Regions from separate parts of the Mus musculus genome. Here regions 1, 2 and 3 are each linked to region 4. The links are chromatin contacts, called in public HiChIP or PLAC-seq and promoter capture Hi-C maps. All regions are on one chromosome and are shown on one strand. The core of a region is the stretch at or near the end of the contact, and the rest is flanking DNA. Distances in the headings are between cores, read along the strand shown.

Evidence for each region. Promoter capture Hi-C pulls out the DNA fragments that hold promoters and counts their contacts. HiChIP or PLAC-seq counts read pairs in DNA pulled down with a chosen protein or histone mark.
Region 1: an H3K27ac HiChIP or PLAC-seq map of extraembryonic endoderm stem cells shows a contact between it and region 4, with 3 times the contacts expected there. The contact joins the promoter of Msra here to the promoter of Fdft1 in region 4. A contact is called at or near these places in 4 of 39 promoter capture datasets (HPC-7-derived erythroid cells, cranial neural crest, liver and 1 more) and 1 of 115 datasets of contacts at active chromatin or transcription factors (extraembryonic endoderm stem cells).
Region 2: a contact with region 4 is called in a promoter capture Hi-C map of pre-B cells, with 2.8 times the contacts expected there. The contact joins the promoter of Ints9 here to the promoter of Fdft1 in region 4. A contact is called at or near these places in 1 of 39 promoter capture datasets (pre-B cells) and 1 of 115 datasets of contacts at active chromatin or transcription factors (pancreatic cancer cells).
Region 3: a contact with region 4 is called in a promoter capture Hi-C map of liver, with 2.1 times the contacts expected there. The contact joins the promoter of Kif13b here to the promoter of Fdft1 in region 4. A contact is called at or near these places in 2 of 39 promoter capture datasets (liver and pre-B cells) and 1 of 115 datasets of contacts at active chromatin or transcription factors (embryonic stem cells).

Annotation. Positions count from the first base shown.
Region 1 is chr14:64,439,615-64,442,314 of GRCm38.p6, reverse strand. It overlaps Msra (methionine sulfoxide reductase A), which reads left to right and starts at 1,275. Exons shown (of 6, transcript NM_001253712.1): 1 at 1,275-1,605. The coding sequence starts at 1,470.
Region 2 is chr14:64,949,005-64,951,704 of GRCm38.p6, reverse strand. It overlaps Ints9 (integrator complex subunit 9), which reads right to left and starts at 1,412. Exons shown (of 17, transcript NM_153414.5): 1 at 1,338-1,412. The coding sequence starts at 1,346. Hmbox1 (homeobox containing 1) reads left to right here and starts at 1,848. Exons shown (of 10, transcript NM_177338.6): 1 at 1,848-2,128.
Region 3 is chr14:64,651,283-64,653,982 of GRCm38.p6, reverse strand. It overlaps Kif13b (kinesin family member 13B), which reads right to left and starts at 1,442. Exons shown (of 40, transcript NM_001081177.2): 1 at 1,327-1,442. The coding sequence starts at 1,381.
Region 4 is chr14:63,176,498-63,179,200 of GRCm38.p6, reverse strand. Fdft1 (farnesyl diphosphate farnesyl transferase 1) reads left to right here and starts at 1,314. Exons shown (of 8, transcript NM_001360211.1): 1 at 1,314-1,518. The coding sequence starts at 1,420.

The sequences.
Region 1 (2,700 bases), core at 26-2,525, 1.3 Mb before region 4:
AAAGTGGGGCCAGAGAGATGGCTCAGCAGGTAAAAGTGCCTGCCACCAAGCTTGGTGTTTTGAGTTGGATTTCTAGGACCACAAGGCAGGAAAGAAACTTTAGTAAGAGACCCACTACTCTGAATAATAAAACTCTAAACAATGCTTTTACTTTATTTTTTTAAACTCATTTCCCCTTGGTAGGTAAGTAGAAATGTGTGTGTGTGTGTGTGTGTATATATATATATATATATATATCTTACATACTAAATATTATGGACTGTGGTTCTGGGATACCTAACATTACACAAGCAGTTTCCCTTAACATTACAAATTCTTCCGTTACACAGTATTTAGTTACGAAGTTTTTCTTGCATGACCCTTGTTCTGTCAACCACAAAACAGAAAAAGCAAGTCACTGTGTGTCAAAGGGCAGTAAATTACAAGTACAATTTTTTTTAACACATTTTTTTTTAGTGACCAGGCCCTCTTCAAGCCTGGACGGGACATCTTGGATCTTGGGATGGTTTCAGGCAAGGCCTCGTAGAAAGAACCTGCTTGGCATAATGTCACAGCAAAAGCAAGCCACAAGTAAACTGTTGAGAACAAGTTGGCCCAGGAGACTTTTACATTATAAGACAAACACCTTAATCTGTTTAACGTTGTGTGTCTGGCAACATTCTATGCAGTACACTAATCCTAGTCCTTATATTACAGTCCCACATGAACACAAAGTGGTAACTAAACCCACGGAGAAGCTTAGCTTCAAAGCTTCAAATCCCTGTGGGCGCTAATCCTCAGTTCCTTCCTTCATGTGAGACTACCCGCCCATTTTGGCAGTGTGTAAATCAAAAATCTCATACAGGACCTCTGAAATCACTCATCTGGTCCTAGCCACCTAAAGATTAAGGCTAGAGATTCAGTTTAGGAATATTCTCTCATAATTTCTGAAGTCCGTCTGGTCCAACTTCACCATTAACTTCATTCACATAAAGCGTTTAACAATGTATTTGTGCCTACATTGTTTACTTTATGGGCTGTGAGATGCGCTGAAGAATGTATTTATACATTTATACACGTACACACACTATATGTTTATATTTCATGTTGAGTACTTGATCCTTTGTGGTGTTGAGAATTGTGCTTTGGTTTCACTTTGGATCGATGTGACTTATCAAGATGGTTCCGATAGAAATAGACAAATTTCCTAGCTGTCCATCTAGCCATCCTCTTATAGGTCTGCCTTTCTTCTAGCTCGCTGCCTTTTTATGCACACACATTGATTTCCCTTTTCTACTTTGTGGTTGAGTGAGTACATCGCACCCGGAACCCTGGCTGCGGAGGTGGAGAAACGGCAGCAACTCTGACCTCCCGCGGTGGCGCCCAGCCAGCATCAATTTTGGCCCGCGCGGCTTCACGTACTCTGGGAACTTTGTCCCTCAGAGACAGCCAGGCCTGGAGGTCTGCCCCGCGAGACGGACACGCCGCCCATGCTCTCCGCCTCTAGAAGGGCTCTCCAGCTCCTCTCTAGCGCCAACCCGGTACGGAGGATGGGCGACTCAGCTTCGAAAGTCATCTCCGCAGAGGAAGCCTTGCCGGGACGCACCGAGCCGATCCCTGTAACAGGTAAGGTGGCACGGCTGCTGAGCATGCGCGTGGAGCCTGCGCACAGCGCCCTCCCGGAAGAAGACGTGCGGGACCGCGGGTGGGTCCCAGGTCGGAGTCTACGCGTGCGCAAAGAAGCAGCGAATCCCCCCCTCCCCCCAGTTCTCCCGCCCCCCAGCCCGGGAAGGGCGGGAGCTCAGCTGGGCAGTCTCCTGCCTGCGTGCTTCTCTTTGTTTGAGTCTCGCTCTGAAAGACTTTAGCGTTGGGATCGACCCAGCCCGTTTGCTGGTCTGCAGCTCCGTATTTGGGGCTAGTGGAGTCTGGTGGGAGCCCAGCCTTAGTCTTCCTTTTCACCTAGGCCTCTAGGAGCGTCTAGCGGTGCCAGTTCATGGAAGCGCTGGAGGCAGACCTAACAACGCTGGGAACTTAGGTTTTGAAGTGTAATTTTCGGCCAGAGCTGGTTGCAAGAACCCTCCCCAGTTTGTAGTTATTTCAAGGGCATGCTGGGTTGTCTCCCCCGTTTGCAGAAACTCCACGTGCTATGGATGAAGCCTCTAAGAGGTGTCTGTGTGTGCTCCCTTAAGCCCCAGGCGCACGTGAGAAGATCAGCTGATTACCTGTGTGACTCAGTTTTCTCCTTGCACCACTTAGGACCTAGGAGTTGAAATCGGATTGTAGTTCTTGTTGACCTTTTACCTTGTCAGCCCTATTGTAATGTTTCTAACCCCCCACTCTTGGGAGTATTCGTTCCTGAAAGGTTCTCACTGTTCCCAGTACAGAATCCAAGTTCATGTGCTTTCCACTTGGAAAGGGACCTGAATATTTTAGAAAGAGTGGGGACAAAGAGAATGACTTATTTGGTAAGTTAGCAAAACCAGAAGAAGGTGGCCAGGTAAACTGTTTTTTTTTTTTTTTTTTTTCAGGCTCCATTTATCTTCAGGCAGAGAGGGTTGAGGAGAGGGGTTTAGGGCAGGAGCTGACAAATTATAGGCCTCTAGGTATCTTTCTAGTTTGGAGTTAGGCGTCATAAACCTGGAGGCCAGCGATCCGTTGACCTGACCCGTAATCACAAGGCTACTGGATACTTCTGTGGACAGTGGAAATATCTTATCTTGA
Region 2 (2,700 bases), core at 163-2,662, 1.8 Mb before region 4:
AAGATAATAATTAGAATACTTCTTTTTCTTTTCTTTCTTTTTAATACTTCCTTTTCTTGATTTCTTTTTCTCTCTCTTTTCTTTATCTTTCTTTCTTTCTTTTTTTGAGACAGGATTTCTCAGTATAACTTCCCTGGCTATCCTAGAACTCAGAGGTCTGCCTGCCTCTGCCTCCTGAGTGCTGGAATTAAAGGTGTGCCACATCTGGTTTCTTTTCGCCAGCTTTTGATTCTGAAAGGGAATGGCTAATTTTCCATTTGCTCCTTCCCTGCTTTAACCTCTGTGTATACGTTAAGCAAGAAGATTTTATGAGTAAAGCAAAAAGTACCTAAGTTCTGATACCCTCCCAAAGAAGTTGTTCTGAGAGGCCAGCCTGGGCTACAAAGAGAATTCCAGGACAGCTAGGGCTACACAGAGAAGCTCTATCTCAAAAAAACAGAAGAAGAGAAAAAAAAAAAAAAGTTGTTCTGGAATAAACGTTTCTGCATCGCTTCTCTCTTAAACAGAACATACCAAACACACTTCACTCTATTGAGGATATTTCTCTCCACGTAGCAATTAGGAAGATTCTACAGTAAGTTGGCAGTGAGAATGTAGGGAATAGGAGGGCGACGACAAGCATTTCACACCTGCGTTCAATTTCCTTATTACTCTATTACTTATTCCATTAAGCTTGAATAAAACAACTTGTTAGAACGGTGTGCTCAGAAAAATGGGGCAAAGCAAATATCTGAAAAGGCCACCTGTCAGCTTAGTGTTTTGCCACACAGTTACTTCTTCAGGAGGCATGTTTTATCTAGAGCTGTTTATTTCAAGCAGGCTTTAGACGGGAATCCTTCAAGGGCACCACCCTTTAGCATCTCTTTCTTGTAATTCGAACTGCAGTTAGGAGTAACAGGACATTTAGACCTTCTGTCTGATCGCTCCTACTTTCTGTTCAGATCGGAATCCAGCCTCGCAATATCAGTAGGAGTCCACTCAAGTGCTCATTAAGTGGAAAGTGGTTGATGATCTATTATAGCTCTCAGGTGCAGGCTGAGAAACATGACCAAACCAAAGTTTTGGAGCCTATCTTTAGCCCAAGGGTGAAGAAATGTAACATACAACCTCACGTGCGGCCAAAGGGATCTGCCAAACAGTAATGAAGACCTCCTGACAGATGCAGGAGCTGTGGGATGTGAGCAAGCGGGAATTCAAATCCCAATCGCAAAACCCAGCTCACTTTATAATTTTTAAGTGCTGACCTCCCTCCGTGATAAATCATGGTGGAGGCGACAGACTCCAAAGATATATAGCATTCATTACCTTTGCCCTCTGACTTAGTAGTGGAAACTCACCAGTTTCATATCGGACTTTTGGTTGTTCAGTACCAGTCTCTTCACTTCTAAAGACAGGGAAGGATCTTCCGGTTTAATCTCTATAGCCCAGAGCATCGCGGGACTTGGAGTCTTCACTCCTTAAGCATTTTCCAGAGCCTCACGGGAAATGTAGTTTTACTGCAGGTATCATGGGCACTGTGGGCGTCTTTCCTTTTCCTCCCTTTTCTCTCTAATCACCTCCTTCCGTCCGCTCAAATTCATCGCCGCCGCCAATTCATCCTTCCTTTCCATCCCAGCATGATATCATGTCCCTCATCTGGGTCTAGCATCCATGGTATTCTGGGATGTGTAGTCCGCACGATTTCAGCTCCCAGCTCCCCTCCTCCCTGTGGGAAGGCGTATGGGCGCAGTGCCTGCTGGAAGCTGTAGTTCCCTAGGGCCTCAGACCCTCAACTCTGCACTTTTCCTCTAGGGAACCGGAAACTACAACTCCCAGGGATGCCCAGCGGCAGCAGGTGGGAGCGGGGCTGTTGCTATCAATATGGCGGTTGTCAGCCAGACAAAGACAGTCAGTCTGATGTGATTGAGACAAGGGAGGTTTTCAGGGGGAGACTGGGAGATAGGGGCCTCCCCTCCCCCCTAGGCTCTTCCTGCGCGGGCCTGGAGCCCTCCTCAGCCCCTCCCGCAGGGCGCCCCGCGGTGAAGATCCCCTCCCCCTCCCGCCTTCCTCCTCCCTCCCTCAGCCTTGCACTGGGACGCTGGGGAGGGGGCTGAGCAGGGTGCAGAGAACTCTCAGCTGGATTTCCAAGGTGAGTGGGGTCGTTTGCAAGCTGGACTGCCTCAAGTCTCTTTTCCTCACTTCTCTCATTACTTTAAGGAAAAAAAAATGTCGAGATGTTTGGGGGGGAGAGAAAGTGAGTAGGCGCCACAGATGGGTCTCTGGAGTAGCCAGGTTGAGCATAGGGGAGCAAGTAGGGGTACTTCCGAGGGGGCGGCCGTGCGCGGGCTGTGGGGTGGGGCAGTTTGTGAGGGGCGGGCGTGGAGAGGCGTCGATGGCTTCCCAACTTCTCTCTGGTCTTCAGGACCGGCGGAAGGTTTGAATCCTGGAGTTGGGGGGTCTTCCTGCTTGGGAGTTTGAGAAACTGTAAGGTGGTTTCGAGGTGTGCTGGTTTGTTTGGGGAGTGTCTCGCTGTGTTTTAAACTGTGACGTGTACTTGGGTGCTGCGATCGTCTTGAAGGAATGTCTGTAGATGGTAAGTTAGATGGCTGGAGTCAGAGATAAGCGGCCTGGGCTTGGGAAGCACGCAGGAGTCCCGGGCTGGACTTTTGGTCCAAGGATCTTGTGCAGGGTTTGGGGGGGCTCAGTAACTCGTTAGTGTCT
Region 3 (2,700 bases), core at 193-2,692, 1.5 Mb before region 4:
CTCCCAGTAAGAGAAAACAAGGAAGAGTCCGGCTCTAACTATCTGTGCCAAACCCTGCTGTGGTGGCTGGTTAGAGGCCTCCTTCAGCACTGACATTTCCAAGGGTTTTGCAAAAAGGAAATTTTAAGAATGTGCTGAACCCTTCCTTTCCGAATCATTCCCAGATATGTCGGATTTCATTTGGCTGTTTTCTTTTTTTCTTTAGTTTTTTTTTAATCGCAGTAATGATCACAATGAGGTGAAGTGATCTAAAATAAAGATGTCTGGATACTCAAAAAATGGGAGAACTGAAAACTTTCAGACTTCTAAGCTACTCACTCTGTTTTGTGAGAACCTGGATGTTAGGAGGCAATGAGCTGAGAGCTTAAAAAGTTCCGTCTTCAGGGGAAAAGCTTGCCTCATAGACTTCAGCAGGTTCAAGTAGGCAAACCAACGACAAGAAAACAGAGACACCAAGTTCCCAAGGAACAACCAACCAGAGAAATCTTTGTTAACTTTTACACCTACTTACCTCAATACATACACAAAAGGGCAAGGAGACAGAAAAACTATTTCCTACACACTAGACTTTAAACACAGTAAAACAAACTAGAAACCTTGGAAAATGACTCCTGCACTTAATAATGGCTCTAGCTAGTCAGTAGTCTAAATCAATTAGCAGCAATTCCATCTCCCGGGAGCGCGGCAGCAACCTCAATAACAAGACTTGTCTAGAAAGTGTTTTCAAACACATCACCTCATTTTAAGTACCCTGCCCAGTCACCCTCTGGTGAAGCTACAGAGGCAAAAAGCAGCTACTCCCCGGATTCAAGTTGGGCTTCAGTCTTTCCAACTTGGATAGATGATTTACGTGTCCTGGGTTTATCTACTTTCTCTACCCTCCCTACAGACTTCAGAGCATGTCTGAAAGATACAATTTCCCAAGAATCTTGGCACTGAGACTATTTATTGTTGAGATGATGACTATCACTTCAAGCAAAAGGAAAAAAAGGAAACCTCTCGACAGTCATAAACCAGAAAAGAACTAAGAAGGCATGCATGTCCTTCCTTTTCTGCAAACAGCCACAAGGTGCAGGTTCAAGGGAGAACGTGGAAAATCGAAAAGTAGGGCTGTCCGCCCTAAGAGCTGCGTACACAGGAGGACTGCGAGGCCGGAGCTGCCCCAGGCCTGGAGAGCTCGGTGACAGCTGGCGGGGCGGAGGGCTGAGGGCCCGACCGCGCCGTCGAGGGCGCACGCGCGCTGAAGGGAGCCCGCCGAGACCCCCGGGACGCCGAAGCTCTACCACCACAGGCACCTGTCGCCCCCGGCCCGGGACAAGCGCTCACCTCGTCGGTTCATTGGCCGGACCCGTACCGCCACTTTCACTTTGGAGTCTCCCATCGTGCTACCGCCGGGGTTCTCACTGCACCTCCGTCTACCTCGGCCACCGGACAAACTCTCCGAGGCCAACCCGGCGGGCGGGGGCTGTGGGGGAAAAGGGGGCGGGACCGACGAGGGGCGAGGACCGGTGCGTCCCGGGGCATGCTGGGATGTGTAGTTCCCACAAGTCAGGCCGAGGCGCTGGCGGGAAAATTCGCGCGCCGCTCTCTGGAACTTGTAGTCATCTGTCGCCGTTTTACAATTGTGCCGCTGTTCCTGTACCTCCCTCTCCTTTCTTTTCCTTCTCTTTCTTTACTTCTTCCTCTCTCTTCCTTCCTTCCTATCTGTTGCAGGATTTTCCCTGTCCATCCCGCAACACCTAACTTCTCTTTTGTGTGCGTGTGGAGAGTTTTCTGGACATTAAAATTAGCACTTTATGAATGGTAGGCAAGCGCTCTATCCTTGAGTTATATTCCCAGCCTTCCTTTTATTATTTTTTGAGATAATAAAAGTAGAGATAGTTTATTAAGAAAGAGAAAGCCAACTGGCCATGGTGTCACAGGCCTTTAACCCCAGCACTTGGGAAGCAAAAATAGGCTGATCGCTGTTGAGTTTGAGGCCAGTCTGGTCTATAGCATGAGATCCAGTATAGCCAGGAATATAAAGAGAAACCCTGTCTCAAAAAAAGAAAAAAGAAAAAGAAAGAAAGAAAAGGCACTTCTAAGAATAGGAATGGGCTAGTGAGCTGGGAAAATACATACACTGCCTTGTTGGTGCTGGGCCTTTCCCCTTCTGTGTAATGTACTTGTTATTTATTTATTTATTTATTGGATGTGTGTGTGTGTGTACACATGTGGGAGCATGTGTCAAAAGACAACTTTCAAGAGTCAGTTCTCTCCTTCTATCTACCCTGTGGGTCCTAGGGATGGAATTCAGTTATCTGGCTAGCAAGCCAGAACATTTACCCACTGAACCATCTCAATGGCCCTGTTTGGAGTTTTGTTATAGTTTTTCATTGGATGGGTGGGGTTTTTGGGGTTTGTTTTGTTTTGTTTTTTTACTTCTTTTTCTCTTCTTTTTTTATGTTTATGGATGTTTGCCTGAATGTATATCTGTATGCCTGTGCTGAATTCAGAAGAGGGCATCCGATCCCCTGGACCTAGAATTACAGAGAGTTGCGAGCCACCACATAGGGGCAGAGAATAGAGCCCAGTGAGCCAGCTCTCCAGCCCCTGTGCTTTGGGTTTTGATAGAGGTCCACATGAGTTGCTCAAATTAGCTTTTTACTTGCAATCTTCCTGTCTCACCCTCTCAAGTAGCTGGAATAACAGACCTGAGGC
Region 4 (2,703 bases), core at 65-2,564:
TAACAATGGGCTGTATTATGACATTTTATAACGTATATAATATATTCTGATCATATTCAACCCCTATTATTCTCTCGTCTTCCCGCCCCCACTCTTCTTGAACTTGTCTTTAAAACTAGTCATTTTTCTTCTTGATCTGTCAGTAGGTTTAATTAGGGTTACTAACAGAAGTATGGGCAACTTACTAGCAGACATACCACTTAAAATCTTTGTCTATCTTTAGGTGATACAAAGGCACCACCGAACTTGATGACCTGAGTTCTATCTCCAGGAGTCAAATGGAAGAAGAGAAATGACTTCCACACATGGTATGTGTGTGATAACACTTATGCTCACATCAAAATATAATAAAAAGGTGTAAGTAGAAATGAAGGCTAATTGGAACAGTAAGAATTATGACTGTAAAGGGGAATGTAATAAAAATACATTATATAAGTGTATGAAGACTTCATAATAAAACTTATGTATCATTTATGCTAGTAACTTTTTAAGTCATTCCACCAGCAACCATCAACTACCAATAGAACTGGGAGGGAGCCCTTCCTCGCTCCTTGCAATCCTTAACTGGGGAGAGCAGGAGGTATTTGTTCCCATCACATCCCTGGGAGGCCCAATCTCGGGCAGATTTTGCAAGCACTACATAAGTCCTGGTTCACGTCAACTAGAACATCGAGAGGTATTAAGAGCTCAGTTCCCTTTGTTTTTGCAGCTTTGAAAATGGGATCCAAGAATCATCGCCATGTCGTCTCACAAAAGACGGGTGGAGAAGTCTGAGAAATACTGTGCGCTGTCCCGCTTGGAGTTTCCCGGGGCTCAGCAAAGCCCCGGTAAACTCGAGCCCCTGTAAACTCCTCGGAGGAAAGCAAGACTGTTTTATCTGTTCTCAAGCCGCGAGGCGCGTTTCCAGTCCCTGCTACCCTTTCACTCTGACTCGGCTTTGCCAGCCAACCCCTTAGGTATATCAAGAGGTGAACTCAGACTGGAGGCCGAGGTCCCTAGGATCGTGCAAAGCTCTCAAGCCTTTCGCGGAACTCCAGAACGTCCACGCATGCGCCTCGCTCGCTGCCAGCCTACGACACGCAGGAACAAAGGCTCTCTGCTGGGTACCAATCGTGTTCGCTGGCTGCTTTCCAGCTCTCCAATCAAATTCTAGGGTGTGGTCATCGCGCCAGGCTCCTCCGGCTTCCGATTGGTTAACGTTTTCCTGGTGCGAGCAGCTCTGGCCAATCAACGTCCGTCAGTCCACTCCGCGCGTCCTAGCCTGGAGGCGCGAGCGGCGCGGCCGGTTGAGGAGGGCGGGAGGTGGGCGGGACGTCCGGCGCTGGCCCCGCCTCCTCGCCCTGCCCACTCCCCGGCGTCTAAACACAGGTGGGAGCGGGAGATCCCGACAGGTGAGCCCCGCGCCCAGCAGTCGCAAGGATGGAGTTCGTCAAGTGTCTAGGCCACCCGGAGGAGTTCTATAACCTGCTGCGATTCCGCATGGGAGGCCGGCGGAATTTTATACCCAAGATGGACCAGGTAAGTCGAGCATCCCTGCTCCCTCGCAGGCCTGTGGCGGCTTCCCGCACAAGAGGTCTCTAGAGGATGGATGGTCTCTGACACCCTGGTCTTCACGGAAGGCGGGATCCCTGCCTGGGTCGCGCACCCCCACTAGGGCCATGTCCCCCCCCCCCCCCCCCCGCCTTTCAAGGTTTCTGTCTGTTCAAGCCATTGCTTTTCTTGGTAGTTTGGCTGCGTATTTTGTTCTTCTAAGCTTGGAGTTATTTTTACCTAAATGGGTGCGTTCCAGAATTGAGATTAAAGAGAACACGGTTGAGAACAATTTTGAGAACATAAGGAACCCTGGAGGAGTTATCGTGCCTATTTTCACTGGAATGAAACTTACTTCGCCCCACCCACTCCTTCCAGTTTTCAGACATCACCTCCCGCATAAGCTTACTCACCTTTCTGCAGCCACTATTTTATTCCTGGGTGCTTCCTACGGTTTTTGTTGTGTCCAAGTTCCTACTAGTTATTGGCTGCCAGAGGCCAGAACATGTTTGTTTTTTTGGTTTTTTTCGTATTTCATTGGTCTGTTCCCTTTCTTAAACGCGTGCTTTTATGATAATACTTACTCTGACAAAAGTATGTAACTGTTGCATGATGACACATCCAGTTAACATCAAAAACTTAAACGTTTCCCCTTCACTGGAAACATCAGGCACTGTATTTTATTTAAAGGTATTCTTAATTGGTGCCCTTGCTTTTCTCATTCAGAATCCTCCCTTTTTTAAGATTTAGCTCTAACAAGTGCTCTCAGCCATTCAGCAGACCCTGGACACCTGTCAGTGATGGGCACTCTGTGGGGTAAAACATGGATAGCAGTGTAATTAAGGGCATAGACAGGGTCCACAAGGAAATGAACGCCAAGAGTAGGTTTCAGGGGAGAAGAAGGTACAGTTGCCAGATTCTTGCACGGATAAGTAATCAGAGCAAGAGCAAGAATCTGCTTTATAATCCAACTTGAGCTCCTGACAGCTCCAGTGACAGGTAGTTCATTCTGACCTGCAAGGTCTCCTTACCTGCCTTCTCTAGCACCCTTTAACTTAGACCCGTGATCCCAGAGCCACTTTCAGATGCAAGATTCTTTATTTCAGTCTCGCAACAACTTCAGGGTTCTCTTAACTCGGTTCTGAATTTTATTTTTTCAAGACAGGGTCTCAC